Regions from separate parts of the Mus musculus genome. Here region 2 is linked to region 1. A link is a contact called in public Hi-C data. All regions are on one chromosome and are shown on one strand. The core of a region is the stretch at or near the end of the contact, and the rest is flanking DNA. Distances in the headings are between cores, read along the strand shown. Region 1 overlaps Nrxn3 (neurexin III). Region 2 has its middle 160 kb from the start of Gm40538.

Region 1 (3,964 bases), core at 920-3,419:
AAGTTGTAATTGCTAAAAAGGCAAAGATGTGAAATGCCAGTTTGTTTGTTTTTTGTTTTTGTTTTTTGTTTTTTTTTTTTTGATGAGTTCTATGATCTTTGTAGAAAACCCAGGAAAAGCCCAGACAATCTAAACTAAGCCATGCCATTCAGATTTCATCTGTGAGGCTGCTGTTGTTTTTTTCCCTAAATCAGTATTTTTGAGCTCCATAGTTGCATTGGTTTTTAAATTTTCCCGTGTCTTGATTTTTAGCATGCTTGAGATAAACTGAAAGACACATTGGGAAGCCTGGAGATGGGAAACTCCAATGAATAGTTCATTATAGCACCCTGGAGAATGTCAAGCTGGCCAAAGGAAAATGACCAGAGATTTTCAAGTCTAAGTGTTTCCAGAAATTCTCACAACTCCCAAATCAGTGATTAGCTGATCCAGCATTGGTTTCTTCACATTGACATTTCAACAAAAGTGACTGGTAACCAGGAAGGACAGACAGATCAGGAATCTCGGTGACATTATTCTAAGCATTAGCACAGTGGCTCAACCAGGTCTGCATACAAGTGACATGAATGTTTCCTGGCTGTATGGAAATTCTTTCTCTTGTTTAAGTAACAGCGAATGATCGTTCATTTAATTTTAAGTCTTCTGTTTGATAAAGACTCTTTCTTAAATGCATGCATGTATATTTGCATTAATAAAACTGTTATATGGAAGTGTTTGAAACCCTAACTTGTACTAAAAAATCATGTTTTACAAGAAGTGAGGAAAAATTTGAAACCGGTTATGGTTAGATAGCTTTAGCAACACACAGTAAAATCCAGGTGATATAAGCCAGTTGTTAAGCAATGTGTGAGTCAGATGATTTTAAAAAGGTTACTTTGTCTGGCAAATTGGAAATATGCCTTGGGAAAGTAGTCTCTACCTCACTGGCCATCTTCCCCAAATCAGTGCAGAATTCTTGTCACATGGGTCTAAATGTGTGAACTCTTGTATTTTATGAGTAAGATAACAGAAGTGGTGAGAAATGACTTTGTCATGGTCCAAAGCAAACTGCAACCCCACAGGGGCATTTCAGTGTCTTTCATATCTACCTGACTTATGAAACCATCTTGTACTCTGTGTGTGCAGTTTCCTACGTATTCACTACAACACAAAATATTGTTTCTGAATCCATATTTGAATGTGTGTGTGTGTGTATGTGTGTGTGTGTGTGTGTGTGTGTGTGTGTGTTATAGTCTGTTACAGACAGGTAAAAACTCCTCTAAGTTATTCCAAGACAAATTTCTTCAAAGAAGTACATTTTGCTTCTACTTGGCGATGAAATGAAACAAATCAAACAAACAAATGTGCAAACCAAAAAAAGCAAAAAAAAAATTATTTTGAATCTCTAACAGCAGCTTTGTAGCCATGACCTGATAATTCTCCAATGTATACACATATTCAGAGATGACATCATATCCCACATATACACAAAATTATTTACCAACTAAAAATAAGATAAATCTAAAAGGAATATGGATCTCTTCAGAGAAGGGAATTTTAATAATGCAAATTATAAGATAATGAGATGCAAGGTGGTTACCGCTGAGTGATACACACTTAATAGCCTGGCCCCTGCAATTGAGGATAAATCAAATTCTGACACCAATCAATCAATCACATCTCTCTGATAAAATATTTCAAGAAATACATACCTTTTGTCAATGTCAAAGACTTAAAATGGTTCTAGAGCCCGATCACATTTTAAACAAATGCCATTAAGAAGGATATATATATAAAGGTGGCAATTTCTAGAAATCTCTTTCCAGTTAATTTTGGATTTCCATGAAGGATGGCTTGAGTTACCTCTTGTTGTATGGAAATCTTGGACTTCTATGATTTACTGGTTCGTGTAAAGACTGCAATTCAGCTTCTGCTTCCATTTCAGTGATAAGTGGTTTCAAATTATTTTGATTTTTGTGTAACTGATTTAGTTTGCCTTATTAGAGTTTTCCTGCTTCTAGTTAATGAGGCTGTAATTTCCTTTAATTTTTTTTTTTTTTGCTCTAATTGGGTTAGCAGTGTCTACAGAAATATAGCAGCCCTTATTTTTAGCTCCTGTGGTAGATCTCCTGCAGAGAAGTGGCATCTCCTCCATAGCCAGGTCAGATGGCGACTTCACATGGAGGATGGGGAGGTGAACACAAGCTGGCAGTGGAAAGTGGTGACTTTGGTTTGAATGTGAGGAATGAGTGGCAGGGGGTAGCAGTCACATTTCCTGTAAGCCTGCTCCTCACAGTCTTCCATCACCACATTCCCCATACCTACAAGGCACATTTTTCTATACTACAAATTGGAGTGTACAAAGGAAGGAGAGGGGGGAAAGAGAGAGTTACTTGTAAGTATCATAATCGAAAACTCCGAATTTTTATTATCTAGCTATTTTCAAAAGTTGAACCTGACCCAGCCTAATGTAGAAAGCAGTTCTCATTGTACAGCAATATAGGCTCAGTAAGAAAGCTTGTAAATTAATCCAGGAGAGACACTTGAGAATCCATACTCATGGTTAACCACACATGAGAACAAGAGATACAAAGTAGATCTGCTTGCCGGTGTTCTCTGTGAGAACTCTTTGGCTAATCATCAAAGAAGTAGAAAAGGGGGATGCATTTGTGGTGATTTGAGTGAGGAACATCCCCAATAAGCCTGTGTATTTGAGTAATTGTTACCTAGTGGATGGCACTGTTTAGGGAGCTGACACACCTCCCAGGTGTTACGGGATGCACATCACTCAAAGAAGGCTTTGAGAGTTTATAGCTTTGCCCCAGTTCTAGTTGGTACTCTCTGCTTTCTGCCTGTGGTTGAAATTATGATCTTGCTGCCGTAGCTGTCCATTGCCATGCTTCCTCTGCATTATGGACTCTCCCTCTGGAAACATAAGCAAAATAGATGCTTATGCAGGTCAACTTAGGTCAAGGTGCTTTTTCACAATAACAGAAAAATAATATAGTATTATTTTAGGGCACTTGAGTCTCTCTGGGGAGATGTCAGATATGGTTATTATGTTCCAATTTACTGTCCAGTCCAAAGTAAATCATATTGTGAACCAAGATGATGCCAGGAAATGATTTTCTTATAAAGTTCTTGGTCTGATCCATAATACCCCTCTCTCTCTCCCTCTCTCTCTCTCTCTCAAACTATCTGCCTGTCTATCTGTGCATATGCATTTTAGAATGAATTAAAAAACTCCAAACTGAAAGCAATTCTAGTCCTCCCAAAATAGTAACTGTTATGTTTTCCAAGTGGATAAAATGAGATTTAAAGGAGGAAAACAGAAACAAAAATATCAGCTTTGGCTTTAGCTATAGGAGAAGAAAGACTCTGCAATGATGGGAATTCTTTAAGGCAGACTGTGGAGGGAAGAGACTGAGAAGGATGTTAAGATGGCAGGCAGGCTAGAGTCTATGTGGAAAGGGACAGAGAATGTGTACTGAGCTGGTCTCTAGATGACAGCAAGAAAACTTGTTCTAACACAAATCTAAAGAAAGTTCTAAGCTTAGGCAGTCCCTAACTTCCGCTGGATCCGAGGAAAAAGAAAATAGTTTCTGAGTTTGCTGATGAGTTATGCTCAAGTCAGACAGGGTGTGAAAAGGATACAATCCCTTAGGGCAGTGGTAGTGCCCACATTTGATCCCAGCACTTAGAGGCAGAGGCAGGCAGATCTCTGAATTCAAGGCCAGCCTGGTGACCATAGTTCTAGGATAGCCAGGGCTACACAGAAAAACCCTGCTTGAAAAACTTACAAACAAACAAACAAACAAACAAAAGTCAAAAGAAATGAGGAAGAAAAAAAAGAGAAGGGAGGGAGGAGAGGAGGGTGGGAAGAATGGAGAGAAAAGAAAAGAAAGTGAGACATGAGAACAACGGAGGAGATGTGGTGTTCTTTATTCTGTCAGCTTGAACTTCAAAATAAAGCCCATTCTGCCAG
Region 2 (3,964 bases), core at 960-3,459, 860 kb before region 1:
CTCCTCCCATCTACAGCTTCCTTTCCATTTCACCATGCATACATAATTTTCTAGCTATCCTGTAACTTTTTATCTGATTTACTTCAAATTACCATTTTGGTAACTTTTTTGTCAGTTATTGTTGGTTGTTTTTAAAAATTATTAGTCATCTCATACAAGCAAATCCCAGCCACCCTGAAGAAAAGAAGCAGTTTGTGATGACATCTCTAATGTTTAGAACACCTATTTTAATGAAAAGGAAAACTATGTTGACATTTTTATTGTCTCCTAAAAAAGACAATGTAAGGGTTGTTTGTTTGTTTTTCCATCTTCTTTTTAATTCACTATATTCTTTTCTGTAATTATCTTTTTTTACACCTCTGACAATGTGGCATAGAGAACACATATGTTGGAACACTGCTAATTAAGATTCCGATTTCATTGTTTACTGAATGTATGACTTTGAGGCATTCCCATAGGCTCATGACGCCTCAGTTGCAAAGTCTGTCATTGGAACATATTAAGGAAATCAAGGTGCCCAGGAGTTAATTTATATCTTTCTTCTTCTTTCTCACTGTACTTAACTATGCTCTCATGTCAGCTGTGTAGACCTCTTTTTCTTCCACATACTCAATGTTGATTAAAATCCCAGTCATCATTTGAGTTCAACACTTTCATCTATGGCTCCTCCCATCAATGCCCATTACAAATAATTATTTTACCTCTCTGTGCTCCAACCGCATGCACATTGAACATCCAATTACAGCGAAACATGAAAGTCACATGACTCGGTTAATCATTTGAACCCCTCCAATGCAAACTTCTTGGCAGAGGGACCATTGTGTTTTCTATACTCTTCAAGTAGCAACAGCAAGAAATCTGAACATTTCAGAAAACTATGTAAATCAAGTAAAGGATTCTCCATCACAGCTTGGGTGTGGTCCATATCACTAGGTGTTCACACAGGGTATTCATGATGTAACATTAAAAATGACTGTGAAAAAAATCAAGTTAGGCCTCAAACAATACTGGATAAAAAGAGTTAAAACCACATATGATATATATCTCCAAGATATTCCCGAAAACAATTCTGACCATAAACACAGTCTGCCTTGTGTGTTACCTTTAAAGGGAAATGTGAAACATGTTCTCTTTGTATTCGTTCTGACAGCTTTTCTCTTTGGTAAGCTACACTAGCCTCTTGAGGTGCTGCATTCTATTATACCTGGAACATAACACATGTATAATGAATATTTAACAAAATTAAAATTGAAATTGGATAAATGGAAATAAAACGGCAAGATGAATAAGGCAAGGAGAAGTCAGCAGGGATCTTGGAATGTGGTGGGCTCTTTGAGCAGCGACAGTCAATCTTTATTAAACACTTTCCACATGTTGTTACATTTAATCCTAGGTCCTGTCTGATGAGAACAGTTAGGACTTGCATCTTGCAAAAAAAGAGAAGAAACCAAGGTTGAGGGTAAATTTGAGTCATTTGCCTGAGGTTACCCCTGAGGCAAGAGACAGAGACAGCACTAACTGTCACCTTAAATTGCATCTAGATTGAAGGAGACTCTCCTACATCAGTTTCCAAAAGCTCTCTCTGCACCTTCATCTCCCTGCACAGTAGACAGGAGAGTTCTTCCTGTACAATGACATGACAATCAGCAATAGTTATTTTCTGTGTTCATTAAAGTAAATTAAGGAATGAAGACACTGGCCTATTGAAGCTTAACAATCAGTCCGGATGGGACACAATTACTCTCTTCACAAATGTAAGAAAAATAAATCAGTTTCCATAGGAATAAGCCACGTCCAAAGGCATGGATAGGACCCTGCTTAGGTTTGCCTGGCTTTGCCTGGCTCCCTTTGTTCTCAATAGAAAAAGCTTGGGAAGAATCCGTGAAGATCTTGCTCTATTTCCCCATGAAATCAAGTGGTTCTTTTCTTAAACACAACCTTCTCCCCACTTCCATTTTTTTTTTTTTCATAATTGACACACGTCAATGCTTAAAAGCAGGGAGACCTCAACAATGAATGTTTTTGACAATGACATTTCTAGTGGAATTGGCATGGTATTCAGCTTCCCATGACATCAGAACAGGTACAGAGAGTATTCCTTGCGAAGGGAACTAGGAGTGTCTTGCCCAGAGAAAGACATGAGAAGACTAAGAGAACCTGAACCTTTTGAAAATAACTTGTTAGACAGAGGGTTTTTTGCCCAGGAAATCGTTGGCCTGGGCTGCTCTCTAGTGGTAGGCAGTGTTCACTGTCAGAATTTCTTGTACAAAGGCTCCAAGCTGAGAGGCAAGAAGAAAAAAAAAATTCAAGCTTTTCTTGGACACCAGCAGATGAGCTACAAATGAATGTGTGTGTGTGTGTGTGTGTGTGTGTGTGTGTGTGTGTGTGTGTGTGTGCGCGCGCGCATGCACATGCATAGACACACATACACATACACACACAAACATGTAAATACATTGGCACATACCTGAGGCAAAGCACAGGGTGACAACTTTTAGGAAGAAATGAGAACAGAGGAAGAAGGATAGTGTCTTTTGTAGGATCTAGAGAAAAGTTGGAGGGGGTAAAAAGACTCTTTGTGAAGCCTCAGATATGAATCTGCTATGTGTTCATATTCCATAGGCATTGAGAGTAACCACAGGGAAGATGAATCTTCCTCATTGATGACTACTTGAAAACCAGTTTAAAAGCCCAGTGTGTGTGTGTGTGTGTGTGTGTGTGTGTGCATACCAGTTTATGTGTATTTTGGGGTACATGATCCATGTGCATGTGGTCAGGAGTAACTTTCAGGAGTTGGTTATTTCCTTCTACCATGTGGGTCCTTGGGAAGGGACTCAGGTCATCAAACTCAGTAACCAGTGCCTTTACCTGCTGAGCCACCTAACCAGCCCCCATCTACTTTTAGGTAACAGTCATTTTTATATCATAGGTATGTTGAATAAAGAGCTTCTCATGTTGCTTGTACATCCCTATAGGTAATGCAGAAGAAGAGAGAAGATGTCCATCTTGTGCTGACACTGTCTCTCTTTCTGTGAGGCCATCACTTCTCTGTCTTGGTCCTGATTTTTTCCTAGACTATGTGCATAATTTAACTTAAATTTTGAATTACATACACATTTCAATCAAAGATAAAACTAAAACGAGTTTAGGATTTTTCACTGTGTGGGCACCCTAGTTTATACCTTTTTGTGTGCACATAATAATTTTCTGTGAAAAATTATGTGGCATATTTGCTGTTCTGGGTCTTAGTTAATGTGTCTATAAAATTTTGACATCAATGTATGGAGTTTGCAAGACTGATTGATAATCTTTCTTTTTACTTCTGCTATACCCTGAGCCTTTTGATTCACCAGAGATTCATGAGAAAAAAAAAAAAAAAGAACAAATGTCCTGGGTTATGTTAGATAGCAGCTGAAGCTTGGACAGCTAAACAGCAATTCATACACAGAGAGAAGCTCAAAATAGAAGGACACCGGGCAAGTGGCATATTGGTGGCCAGCAGGTAGCTCCTCTCAGAAGGAGGCAGTAAGATCATCATCCTCTGCAGAGTAAAGTTCAGAGACTTGATGAGCCAGCGTAGGAGATACCCAGGGGCCTTCCACCCTCTCAGAATACAGGGGGAGGGGGAAGAATTATTGGATGGGGTGACCAGGAGGAGGAGCAGTGAGAAGTATGCAAAATGAAAAAAAATAAAACGAGAGAGGGGAAAGCCTCTTTATGCTCCATCTTCCAGATTTTCTTTTCTTAATAGCGTTCTCACGCCCGGCCAGGAAGAACACAACAGACCAGAATCTTCTGCGGCAAAACTTTATTGCTTACATCTTCAGGAGCTAGGAGCGCAAAACCCCCAGCCCCAAAAGCGAAAGCCCCTTCTATTTACATCTTTAGGAGCCAGAGCTCCGGCGCGCCAAAGCGCAGAGCGCGCTCTATTGTTTACATCTTTTGGCAGCGAGAGAGCGCAGGG

The links. Hi-C and Micro-C count contacts between places; a contact is called where the count stands out from the background.
Region 2: a contact with region 1 is called in a Hi-C map of cerebellum, with 4 times the contacts expected there. The contact joins two enhancer-like sites. A contact is called at or near these places in 2 of 484 Hi-C or Micro-C datasets (both in cerebellum).

The regions. Positions count from the first base shown.
Region 1 is chr12:89,701,331-89,705,294 of GRCm38.p6, reverse strand. All of the region lies in intron 14 of Nrxn3 (neurexin III), which reads right to left. Among named protein-coding and RNA genes, the nearest start is that of Gm40538, 710 kb to the left of the region's middle. Within about 2 kb of position 2,169, at least 2 of the 459 cell types and tissues checked have an H3K27ac peak or open chromatin away from gene starts, as enhancers often do. A contact at or near this core is called in cerebellum, where this site is marked.
Region 2 is chr12:90,564,791-90,568,754 of GRCm38.p6, reverse strand. No RefSeq gene overlaps it. Among named protein-coding and RNA genes, the nearest start is that of Gm40538, 160 kb to the right of the region's middle. Within about 2 kb of position 2,209, at least 5 of the 459 cell types and tissues checked have an H3K27ac peak or open chromatin away from gene starts, as enhancers often do. A contact at or near this core is called in cerebellum, where this site is marked.